Linked DNA regions of Arachis hypogaea: regions 2 and 3 are each linked to region 1. Evidence: chromatin contacts called from public Hi-C data. All regions are on one chromosome and are shown on one strand. The core of a region is the stretch at or near the end of the contact, and the rest is flanking DNA. Distances in the headings are between cores, read along the strand shown. Region 1 holds the start of LOC112743567 (histidine biosynthesis bifunctional protein hisIE, chloroplastic). Region 2 holds the start of LOC112743566 (laccase-2). Region 3 holds the start of LOC112743571 (probable WRKY transcription factor 49).

What was found. A called contact is a pair of places that touch in the nucleus more often than the background predicts.
Region 2: a contact with region 1 is called in a Hi-C map of leaf, with 2.0 times the contacts expected there. The contact joins the promoter of LOC112743566 here to the promoter of LOC112743567 in region 1. A contact is called at or near these places in 2 of 8 Hi-C or Micro-C datasets (both in leaf).
Region 3: a Hi-C map of leaf shows a contact between it and region 1, with 1.9 times the contacts expected there. The contact joins the promoter of LOC112743571 here to the promoter of LOC112743567 in region 1. A contact is called at or near these places in 2 of 8 Hi-C or Micro-C datasets (leaf and an unstated tissue).

What each region holds. Positions count from the first base shown.
Region 1 is chr14:100,056,980-100,061,221 of arahy.Tifrunner.gnm2.J5K5, forward strand. LOC112743567 (histidine biosynthesis bifunctional protein hisIE, chloroplastic) reads right to left here and starts at 1,879. Exons shown (of 7, transcript XM_072214345.1): 1 at 783-1,879; 2 at 66-287.
Region 2 is chr14:99,827,741-99,831,982 of arahy.Tifrunner.gnm2.J5K5, forward strand. LOC112743566 (laccase-2) reads right to left here and starts at 1,817. Exons shown (of 6, transcript XM_025792827.2): 1 at 1,621-1,817; 2 at 1,347-1,498; 3 at 857-1,101; 4 at 68-199. The coding sequence starts at 1,737.
Region 3 is chr14:100,270,179-100,274,420 of arahy.Tifrunner.gnm2.J5K5, forward strand. It overlaps LOC112743571 (probable WRKY transcription factor 49), which reads left to right and starts at 2,360. Exons shown (of 3, transcript XM_025792836.3): 1 at 2,360-2,848; 2 at 2,937-3,080. The coding sequence starts at 2,466.

The DNA.
Region 1 (4,242 bases), core at 629-3,128:
TTAGATAATAAGATGTAGAAAAACAAATTAAACAAAAAAGTGAAAAACAAAGGAAGTAGACTTACACGTCCTTTGTTGGGGGCATAAATGTAATATATAGTGAGATAGATAAACTCAAATCAACAGCCAACGCAATTGATGGTGAGGACTAGAATGCTGTGAGGCCGCGAGAGTGCACAAAAGGAAGCCCGTAGAACACCCCAAAATGCACAGTTCATCACAGTTGCTATGGACGGATCAGGATTGAATTCCTCCCCGACTTCTTTATTATCGTATAGAAAGTTGGCCTGAAATAAATATTTCTTTAAATAACCGAAAATTTTTAATTCTATTAAAAAATAGAGGAATCGAGAGAAGTTAATTACACAGGTGAGAAGAAAAAGAGGAACAAGAAGACATTTCCTGCACGAAAACGGGAAACACACAATCATACACGGAAAACTTACTCAATGCAAAAACCGGTTTTCCAGTTAAAAAATGCAATTTTTTTCAAAAACCAGTTTATTTTTTTAAAATCGGTTTTTATTTTTATAACCGGTTAAAAACTAAATTTTTTATTTTCTAACTAGTTAAACACCAATTTTATCATGTAAAACCAGTTTGGGTAATTAACCTAAACCAAATATTTAATTAACCAAAAACAGGTTTGTGTTTTTAATTAACCTTAACCATGTACAGCCTTTATTATTAGGGTACTGGAAAAGCAATTCTATTTGATTAACTCAAATCTGAATTTCTCACTAGATGCTGAAACCATAAATCTGATAAAAAAAAATCAATACCTAAATTTTCAAATATCCAGATGCAAGAATTAATTCACTACTTCAAAAAGACAAAACTCTGCCTACAAAATGAAAAAGAACAAGGCAGTCAATGAGATGTGAAAATGTTAGCTCAATGTTGAGATTCCCAAATCAACAAATTAAGTTCACATAATTGTGACAAATGAATATAAAATATGAAGTGAATTCAGAGGGACTTGGGGGAACTCATTGCCTCCTCTTTCAGATCATCTTGTGCAGAATCAATAATCCATATAATCAGATTAAAAAACAATAATCAATAATCAGTCCCAAGAATTAATTATCAGCACTACAAAAAAAATCAAATTAAAACAACAGAGGCAAGAACAAAAAATCATAACAAAAACTAAGCACATAACAAATAATCAGATTAAAATTCAGCGAGAACAAGAACAATGAAATTAAACAATCAGAGCCAAAAACAAATAATCCTAACAAAAATTAGCAAGTAACAAATAATCAGATTAAACACGGAATTATGACAACAAACTATGACAAATAAACAGAATTTAGAACCAGAATTGAAAAATAAAAAACCTAAGACTTGAAAAATTTTAAAACAGAATTTAAAAATCATAATCATAACAACAAATTATGAAAAATAAACAGAATTTAAAAACAGAATTAAAAAAAAAAACATAAGGCTCCATTGGTAGATGCAGCGACGAAAGCGATAGACTAGATGGAGGCGGAGAGGCTGGACGTTGCACGACTGGAAGGCTGACGAACTGCGACGGAGCACGACGGCGCTGAGAGCAACGAAGCACCAAGGCGCTGAGAATGACTGGAGGCTGACGAACTGCGACGGAGCATGCGCGGCTGCTCGACGGCGTGAGGCTTCGATGGACGACGACAGAGAGGACTGTGACTGAGAGAGGGGAGTGAGTGAGAGAGGAGTTTGTGCTTTCGGCGGCATGAGTGAAGAGAGGAGTCTGTGGCCTTTTGTGCGCAGCGGGAGTGCTTTGAGAGAGAGAAGCTTATTAGACCAGTAAGGTTTGGGTTAAGTGGGGGCAAATGTATCTACCGGTTCGATTTGGTTCAGATATTTGATGTTAGAATTGAAAACTGAAATGAACGGAACAAAAAATTAATTTTTTTCCCGGTTTTGTAGGGGTTTGATTTATTCGATTTTTTTATTTGGTTGATTGATTTTATTCGATTTAGATTGATTTTGAATATTCAACATAAAAATATTATATAACAAAGCATCTGAGACCAGAAAGAGAGAGAACATAATAATCAACAACAAAGTCATAGATAATATCAAAAATCTTTACATATGAAAGATAAAAAAGTGACTTATTGGTTTTATGCATGGTTCTAAAAATCGAACTGGACTGATCGATTTAATCGATTTAACCGTGAACCGATAACAAAAACGGTCAAGTCTATTGTCTAAAATCGCTGGTAGAAAAACCAGTCAAAAATCATCAAACCAGTAACCAACCGGTTCGAATAAAACGACGCAGTTTTTTATTTAAAATAAAAAATAGAAGCAAATGCCATAATGCATTCGAGACCCAACCCCCCCTCTTCTTTTCCCAACATTTGTCACTATTGGAGAACTATGAAGAAAGGAAAAATCAAAAACCCTAGCCCTTCATTGTCGTTGCCATTCCCGGATCCTCAGCGCGGCCGCCGTCCCCAGGTCCTCAGCGTCGCCGCTTCTTCCTCTTCTCCGTGTCCGGAACCCAGTAGATCGGCACGTCGTCTTCATCTTCGTCGGCTTCTCGGCACGGAACCCAAGTTAGTGGCTTCTCGTCTTCATCTTCAGTTCTTCACTGAATGTTTAGTCTTGTTCTTGGTTTGAACTTTGAAGCTCTGAAGTTGTTGTTCTTCGATCTTCTTCTTCAGCCTTCTTCTTCAATTTTGTTGCATTTTTCTTCAATTCTTCTTCTTCGGTCTTGGTTTAAAGTTTGGTTCTGAATGTATTTGTTGATGGATCGGTAATTAACTAATTACCCAGGTTAGTGTTTTAGTGTTTTCTCTGTTTTAGTATTTTTTCTGTTTTCAAATTTATTGTTACTCTGTTTAGTGTTTTCTAATTGCTCGTTGGCTAGTGTTTTACACTTTTACTGGTTTACTGGTTGCTGATGGCTCCTAATTTTTTTGTTCACATTTGCTAATGGCTTTGATTTGTAGTTGCTGGTTTTGCTTTGATTTGTAGTTGCTGGCTCCTAATTATTGCTGGTTTTGCTGGCTTTGTTTGTTGCTGAATGTTGGGGGGCAGAATTTAGATATGGTCATGTTGATAATTTTTTGATTTTTCAATGTGCTATGGGCCTGTGGCTGGTCTTTAATTTCGTATCTGGTTATGGATACTTCTTTGTTTTGTAGTTGCTTGTTTTGCTTTGATTTGTAGTTGTTGGCTCCTAATTATTGCTGGTTTTGCTAGTTTTATTTGTTGCTGAATGTTGGTGGCAGAATATAGATATGGTCATGTTGATAATTTTTTTATTTTTCATTGTGTTGTGGCTGGTCTTTAATTTTGTTTTAATTAATAAAACTTTTATTAATTTCAGTTATGGATAATAGTATTAATCAAGAAGCAACTGCTGATAATAATACATCTGTGAATAATAACTTGCCTGTCAATCCTCCTATTTCGAATGATGCTGCTAATCCTAATCCTAATCTACCGAAGCAAATTTGCAACAAGTTCTTGCGAATTTTGATGATTGATAAATCATGATGTTAGAATTTAATATTTAGATATGTTTTTTACTATTTAATTTTTAATTTTGTATTTTGATAAGATCATATGGATTTGGTTGATGATATTTTATGTAGTGTTTTAAATTTCGAAAATATTTTAAGATTTATATTAGATTATAATTATATTTTAGGATGTTTATTTATAATTTATTTATTATTTTATTCTGAAACAGTTTTTCCGGTTGAACCATCGATTAGATCGATTGGACCAATAAACCAATAACTAGAACGGTTCAATAATTAATCCGATTCTTAAAACCTTAGTTTTATGACACTTTAAATAAAAATAGTATTTTTATAGTGTATAAAAATTAAATTCTAAAATCTCTCATTCAATAATTAAAATAAAATATCTTTACAAAGATAACTATAAAATTTTTATTGAAATATCCACCATTAAATACATATGTATTATATCAAATAGTTTTAACTTTTAAGTGTGAAATAATTTAACCTAACAAGTAACATTAGCATTGTAAATTCTATATTAATAATAAATTTATTCTAAATTCCTAATTATCAATTATAATACCTTATAGGATTGTAGTGACTAGTGAGAGAGAGACACAAAGCAGAGAGGCACGACAACGCAAAGGAATAGAGCGATCGCAGAGACGATAAGCAAGGCGCAAAGCAATGGGAGGCAACTACAAACGGCGAAGGAAAGAAATGGATCAGAGCAGTGGTGAACAAGAGCAAAGATTGACAGACGGGCGAAGCAATT
Region 2 (4,242 bases), core at 567-3,066, 230 kb before region 1:
AATTAACTTTAATTATTTAATTTTCTAATTGCACCTTTTAATTTCATTTTTTGTTTGGTTATTATACCTTTATTAGAGGAACAATTATAGAAAGGCCCCGGAAGACCATTGATGGTGTAAGCATCTGAAACATTGGGACCCCCTCCTGTTTGAAGGGCCTGACTTATAACTGCTTCTGGGTCAACGTTGAACCATTCACCTGAAGTCCCACAACTTTGCCAGTTAGTTAATAATTATATTCTTAAACAAAAAAAAAGAAAATAATTATACAATTTTGCTACCGTATTTCTATCAATTTCTCTCAACCAATTTCTGTTAACTCTTGTTTATGACTATTTTTAATGGAAGTATCTTTCTAGATGTGTCTAATAAAAATATTTTTTTTATGGCTATGTCTAATAAAAATATCTTTATAATGTATTTTCTGAATATGTCTCCTTATATATGTGTTTAAAATATAATAATTAATTATTATTAACAATAAATTGACAAATAGTATATTGATATTCATACTTTTCTATAATTATATTACACGACAATAAAAAATTAATGTAAATTTAACTAGATCTTGAATTCTTGATACATTAATTATTTAAATATATCATAAAAAAAAGTGACGTTTATTTTAAAATCCTCCATTTTAAATAAATATCACTTCGACTTTTTTTGATATATTTAAAAATTAATGTATATAAATTTAAAATAGTTCTAAATTCAGATACCTTAATTTTTAATGTATTATAACAATAAAAGCGACTCTTAGTTTAAAATAGAGGGAGTTGGTTAGAATATATGATTTTTCAAATAATAGATATAAAATACATATATGAGTGGTGTGATGCTATATAAATAATACCGAAAATGATAGGGATTTCCTTATGTGGTTTCTCAAACGGATAAGGGTCTTTATGCTTAGGGAGGATTATGATGGGTCCATAAATGGTAGCTCTAAGCCATGAAATGTGAGCATGCCAAAGAAGGGTTCCCCTTTGGCCAGTAATGGTAAAATTGTATGTGTAGGACTGATTGCTTTGTATGGGACACTGTGTCACATATGCTGGTCCATCTGCCCAACCACTTGTTATCTGCCGAATCCCATGCCTGCAAAATTAAACTCGTGTGTAGTTTTAAATTAGAGTTATAATTATGAGTGCATTTGTACTTATGCTCTAATTATATGTATGTAATGGTGGCAGTTAGAGTCATTATGATATTATTACAAATAATGTAATGGGCATCATCCCAGTTCACAATAGCAATATTAGAAGAGTCGCAACTGTTGTTTTAATTAATCAGGAATTTGGGTTGGCTTCAAAATAAACAATGAGAACACAAAGCAAACATACCAATGAATGGTTACATTGTTGGAGACATGGTTAACCACCTTAACCAACACCCTATCACCTTCCCTTGCCACTAATGGTTGTCCTGGGAATTTCCCATTCACACTCAGAATAGTCCTTGTGTGACACAATCTTGTGACGTTCAAATACTCAATCTTCACATGGAAAAGGGTAGCATAAAAAATTAGTATGGTATAGTGATGAATAAAATAATGCAATTGATAGAAAGAACTAATAAACTTTCAGAAGCTAAGCATGAGTTTGTTAAATATTGTACATTGAATGTATAGTGCCTTGTTATGCCAACTGCAAACTCAGAAAATAAAGTTACAACCCAAAAACCAAAGACAAGAACTCTCATAGATGCAAATGATGGGAGGTGGAGAAAGTCCATTATGCAATTTCTTGTGTATGTGTTTTATGGTTGGGATGACTGAGTTCACTTCCGACTTCATATATATAGAGAGGATATTCCAAAAATAATGAGACACTTTAATTTGATCTTTGTTGTTATTTATTTATTTATTTTTGTTTTGTGGTGGTAATGTCTGGTAGACATAACTTTAGGTCTAGCTGAATTTTAGAGTGGATGTGAAGTAATAATTTTGAGGTGCATGCCATCCAGTACTTAAGATTTTTGATATCACAATGACTCTTATAACATTGGATGAGTGTATACACGGTCTTGTCTCCAAAAACAATATATAACATAAAAAGTTTGCTTCTAGTGTAAAGACTAATTAAGTGCTTAACGTGGATGCACTTGGATGCACCGTCCTTGTACAATAACTTAATACCGTTCATTTTGATTTTAGTGAGAATAAAAATAGTCGTTAAAAAATATTTTAATGACAATTTAATATTAATTATTTTATATTCTATATTTAAAAAATTTTAATAATCATAAAAAATATATAATAATTATTATAATATATATAATAATAATAATAAATATATAATTATTGTAAAAATATAAATTAAATAAGTTCTATAATAATTATTATATGGTGAATTCTATTTAACTCTCTAAATTAAAGAGTAAGTTACTCTTTATGACATGTCTTTTTATTATTAAATGAAATAAATTGACTTATCATGGTTAATTTTAACTTTTAATCTAGTCTAAATTTTGTTAAATTAATTAATTTATCATGATGTAACTTTTTTTTCAAATTATAATATCAAAATTTTTTCTTTTTCTTTCTTAAATTTTTTGAAAAAAATAATAAAATAAGTTACAAAATTGATTTTAGAGATTTTTATTTTTTTTTAAATTATACATTTATTAATCAATTTTACACAATTCTTGTTTTATTAATAAAATTTTAGAGATTTTGTGATTTTGATGGTTTAGGAGTGCTTTAGTATGAGCTATTAGTGAGTTCCATCCCAATTTTCCAGTAGATAAGGTAAGAATTCACTAAACCCTTGTGATTTATCAAATTTTATGAATCCTAAGTTGATATATGTGTGAAATTAGTTACACTAGAGTTGTTGGGTGATTTTGGTACACATTAGGACCTTGATTTTGGCTTGCGAAGCTTTTGGATAAACCTCGCTTGTTTGGAGCATGGGTGTCATTGAGAAGAAAACCCAAGTGTTAGGTGTGAACCGTCATCATGAAGGTACGGTTTAAATTTCATTTAAGTATCATGTAATGTGACATGAAATCCTAGGCTAGGTACCCCTAGGAATAATATTGAATTGTGCGATTGGATAGAAATTAAATGTGGTAATTGTGAATTGAGATGTGACTACTTGTATGAGAATGTAGTATGAATTAATGATTAAAATTATGAATTGATGAATTGTTGAATTATTAAGTTGATCGGATAAATGAATGTTGGGCCGGAGGATGTGAATTTGGGCCGAAGGCCATGAAAGATAAGTTTGGTAAGTGATGAATGTATTGAATGTTGATGCATGAGCTTGAAATGGTGATTATGGAATTGAGTATGTAGATATTGGTAATGATTTGTTAGAATAACAGAATTGAGGATTTGAGATGAGAAGTTGATGATTTAGAGTTGCAATGTATGGATTGAGTAGGTTCGAACTTGATTGACTGTAAATGATTGAATTTGATGGTTTGGGGATCATTTTGTTGAGTGTAAATTGAGGTGGCTTGTGAAACTTTGGAAAGATTGGTAAGTTCTGTTTTTAGTCAAAAACTAATTTTCGACCAATTTTGGCAGATCATAACTTGGTCCTCGGAGCTGAAAATTCAATGAAAGTAAATTTTTATGAAATTTATTTAATAATATTTTCAATGGTTCAAGAATGGTTGAAAATAATTTTTGTACAAAAAGATATAAAAGTATGAAAACTGGTTGAAAAAATGAATTTTGCAGGATATCAGCTTTTGAAAACCTGATATGCATGTGTATGCGAAATCACTCATGCGTACGTGAGCATTTGGCTTGGCTAAGTCCTCTTGCGTATGCAAACGTGGCTCGCGTACGTGACTATGTATTTTTAACACTCATGCATACGCGAGCTTTGCAAATTTACACCCATGCGTACGCGAAAATAGGCATGCATACATGACCACCCCTGTTTTTCTGAAAAGTGAATTTTTAAGTTCTCAGCTATTTTTCGAGCCTTCTAAACTTTTGTAAATCCTGTTATGAGTCTAGAGTCGGTGTAGTAGAGGGTAGAGGAGTTAAGAATGAGAATGTATGAGTTGAGTTAGTAAATTGAAGAAAGATGGATAAAATGTGATGAGAAATGAGGATGATGAGGATGATTATGATGATGAGGAAAGATGATGATTGATTTGATTGAGGAAGATGAGAATAATTATGATAACAAGAGATGTCGATGATTGATTCCGACTATGACTATGAATGCGGTGAAATAAGATTGAGAACATGTTTGATAACGAATATGGGGAGTAGGG
Region 3 (4,242 bases), core at 1,110-3,609, 210 kb after region 1:
TAAATAATATAATGTATGGTATTTAGTTTTTAATTTGAATAAAATTTCTCATTTAAAATGATTTTACATGAAAAAAAATTCTAATTATTATTAGAGGAAAAACACTAAACAAAATTATTTTTTTCGGCCTTTAAATTTTATTTTTGTGAGATGGGTTAGTTTTTTTGTTAATATTTTTCTCTATATTAAATATTAATGGAATAAGCATAAATAACATGTTAAACTGTTGATTTATTCGTTAAGAATCAACTAAGATTGACAACTTTTTTTTTGTTTTGGTAGTCTCGTCGTCTTTTAAGGATAATTATTAATCTTTTTTTATTTTTTGTTACTTTTTTCAAATGCATTGTCGAAATTTACAGTATAAAACAAAAAAATATTAGTAATTTTTAAATTATTTTGACTTATAAAAATTAAATAAAAAATATATTAATGATTAACGAATTATATAAGTATATTTTAGAAAAAAATCATTAATAAAAAGACTAACTAATCTCACAAAATTAATTATTAGAAACCAAAATGCATTTTTTTTTTCAAGAAATGGGGATTAATATTCACCTTTATTATCATATAAGAATTTTGAATGAACTAGCTAGTAACCTATACTCCAATAATAACTATCCTAATTAATCTTATTACTTTATCCATAGGGGAATCTTTACTTTAGTAAGTAACCTACCACTTTATACTCCAAAAAGAAAAAAAAATGTAACCTACCAATTCATCTATAACAGCAAATTAAATAATGCAAGCTCATCACCTACCCGGATTAAATATTTAAATATTTAATTTGTGCTGAAAAAAGAAGGAATTGAAAGTTAGTCACAGGACTACAGGAGTCAAATAGCATCTTAAAAAATAATCACCGAAATATTTTGAAGGTATATGACTAATAAATCTTTAAGGTTGACTCTTGCCTTGGGTTGAAATTGGGTTGTCAACTAGCTCTTTGTCCATTGTGATGCATCTATCCCATCATATAACAGGACAAATAAACATTTAAATGAAAACACAGCCTGCACATAACAGTACCATAGATTATTTTTTTTTTGTTTTTCTTAAAAAAAAAAAGTCAAACCCACATCCAAAACGAGGGCACAGCAGGATATCTTGTTTGTATGGACTCCATCATTTCAATTCCCAAAAATAATCTAAAAGCACAGCCATATAATAGACCAAGTTACCTGTAACTATAAGTAAATTATTAAAGAGGTGAAAAAGAGACACTACAAGAAATCATGAAACGAGAAACCAAAATAAAGGGCACTGATGAAATTCAAATATTCAATGCTTGGATTCCATCTAGTAAATTACAATGTTACATATTCACGGTTGACATGGCCTCGTTTTTAGCCATATAGGTCTAAGAAATTCTAATAATTATGATAAATGTACGTAATCCCTATAAATTGTAATTTTTATTAAACTCGTTTTGATCTAATCAGTCATAAAAAAAGATCCAATAATTTGGTGAATCAACCAAGTCGAGTCATTAGCCAGACCAAGCTCGCAACAAAACCACCTTAGTTAAGTTCTTAGAGTGCTCCATTAAATGGATTATATTATTTATGTACTAAACTCAGTCACTAATATAAAATACATGTTAGAATATAAATATATATTAAAAATAAATTAAATTATGTATTTATACATAAATACATTGATGACTGATTTTAATAGTTAATTTTAGTGTACAAATAATATTTTTGCCATTAAATAGGCTGCATATATATCAAAACAGTTTTTGAAATTTAATTATTGTATCAATTATATTTTTAAAATTGATAAAAATATTTTATGTTAGTATCTTTATCTTTTGTTATCGAGTGACTAATCATTCTATTAGAAACTAATGTGATTTATTTTTATCAATTTCAAAGACATAATTAGTATTATTAAAATTTTAAAAATTATTTTAATATATATAACTAATTTTAAGGATCACTTTAAAAATTAATTTGACCTATTGATTTGGCCAAGTTTAATTAAAATTAATGATTTGTAGGGTTCGAATAATTCATATCGAATCATGTATATTTTATGTTAAAGGAAATTTAATCAAAATATAATTGTTGAGTGTTAAACCTAATATATTTAAGATAAGTGTTTATTCTTTGTGAGTAAAATCTTCAACACTAGTTTAAAATGCTCCAATAAAAAAGGTATTTGTAACTTTTCTTTAAAAAAAAAACAAAGAAAGAAATGGCCCCATGATGAAAAATATGATGGTGACAGCATTTGGAAATTGATTAGAAATATTGTCCAAGGAAGTCAAAGTAGAATACATACAAAAAACAGCCACAACACCTCCCCTTACTTTAAAGTCAAATAGGGGGATTATACGTCACAACAACCTGCCTCATCTGCTCCACTCTTAAATTTCCTATCCTTCTTTCTCTTTCTTCATTATTCATACCCTCCTCTTCTTAGTTTCCAAAGTCCAAATTCCTAATAAATAATAAATGGTTGAGTCAACAACAAATGCATTGATGACGATGATGATGGAGGAGGAGGAAGTCATACTAATGTCTTCTAATTCTAATTCCAATTCTTCTTGTTCAGAAGGGTCAGAGGATGATGACCTTGTTAAAGAGCTTTTAGATGATGCCACTCCTCTTCTTCTTCCGCCTTCGGACCACTACAACTCAATAATAAGGCCGCCGCCTTCTTATTTTTCAAATACCGATGATGGTGACGGTGATGATTATGACCACGCCATTAACAGGTTCATATCCAACATTTACTCAGGTCCTACAATCTCAGACTTTGAAAATGCTTTGTCAGTGATCAATAATAGTGACAACCACCCAAGCGATCAGCATTTGGAACACCTCTCATCAGCAAGGTATATTTAATTTGTATTCATCAATAGAACTAATGTAGTGTTAACTTTGTGAATTGGACTCCAATTTTTTATGAATATGTTGTTTCAGGGTTTCCATATTGGAAAGGGGTTTGAGTAAAATTGAGAACAAGTATACGCTCAAATTCAAGTGCTTTGGCAATGGGATGGGTGATGATGGATATAAGTGGAGGAAGTATGGTCAAAAATCTATTAAGAATAGCCCAAATCCTAGGTAATACTGATTCTTTCTTCTACGTATTTATTTGATTTTTTTTGTGATACACCAAAAATGAGCATTATTCACGTGGAAAAGTATAGGTAGATAATAAAAATATTAAATAATATGAACAATGAATATATCGGATGTTCAATTCACTAGGTGTGCAAATAGTTATTCTAACACTAAAATTTAGGTGAGTAAGTTAGAGTGTAGTATATTTTACTTCAGAACCAATTTTAAAGCCCGTTATTTATGTTGTTCAAAAAAGTCATTGATTACCTAGCATAATTTCATTCACATTTGGGTTCCTCTGTTTAACTTAACACATTGCACAGAATTTATGCATTCTTAAAATTCTTTGTTGAAACAGAACTAGTTATTCCAATTTCCAATTTCCATCTCTTGCAAAGCTCATTTCATAAGCTACTCCAACAAAAAATTGAACACGATATACATTGCCAGTGCCAGAAAGCATGTTAGTTATAGTCAGATTTACTATTAGGATATATATATATATATATATATAATTTGGTAACTTTTGTTACACAATTAACCATTACAATTGTTTGCAACAACACCTTAAACATTCAAATCAATAGTGAATGGTATATTATTTGATATGGAGGAGGAATGTTATATGTATTATTTTTGTATATATCTTTTTTCTATATTTTTCTATATGTATTATTCAAAAAGATAAAGATTTATATTCTAAATAATACTAGAGAAATAATTAACACTATAATAGTCAATTTTAGTTAATATTATAGATAGTAAATTATTAAACAAGTCTAATATCAAATCCACTAAATATGAGATTTTATCGAATTAAATTTTGGATATATTTTTTTAGTTGAGTTTTAGATATTCTTGTTTTTAAGAATTTTAAATATTTTTTATATTAAATATTAATTGTAATATTAGTTGTATAATATTGGTTAACTCCTAAAATTTCCTCTTATTTTTTATATCGGCATAAAAAAAATGTATTCAAAACGTGAAACAAACATTATTTATTTATTTAATTTTTATGTCACATAGATTTACTAAAAACACTGATAAATATCCTTGGTAATCAGCAGTTACTAATTACCAAATATTGGGATTTTCAATGAACGGTATTTTTGATAGGTTTATGATGGGTGATAGAGAATGGTATAAAAACTAAAAAGGG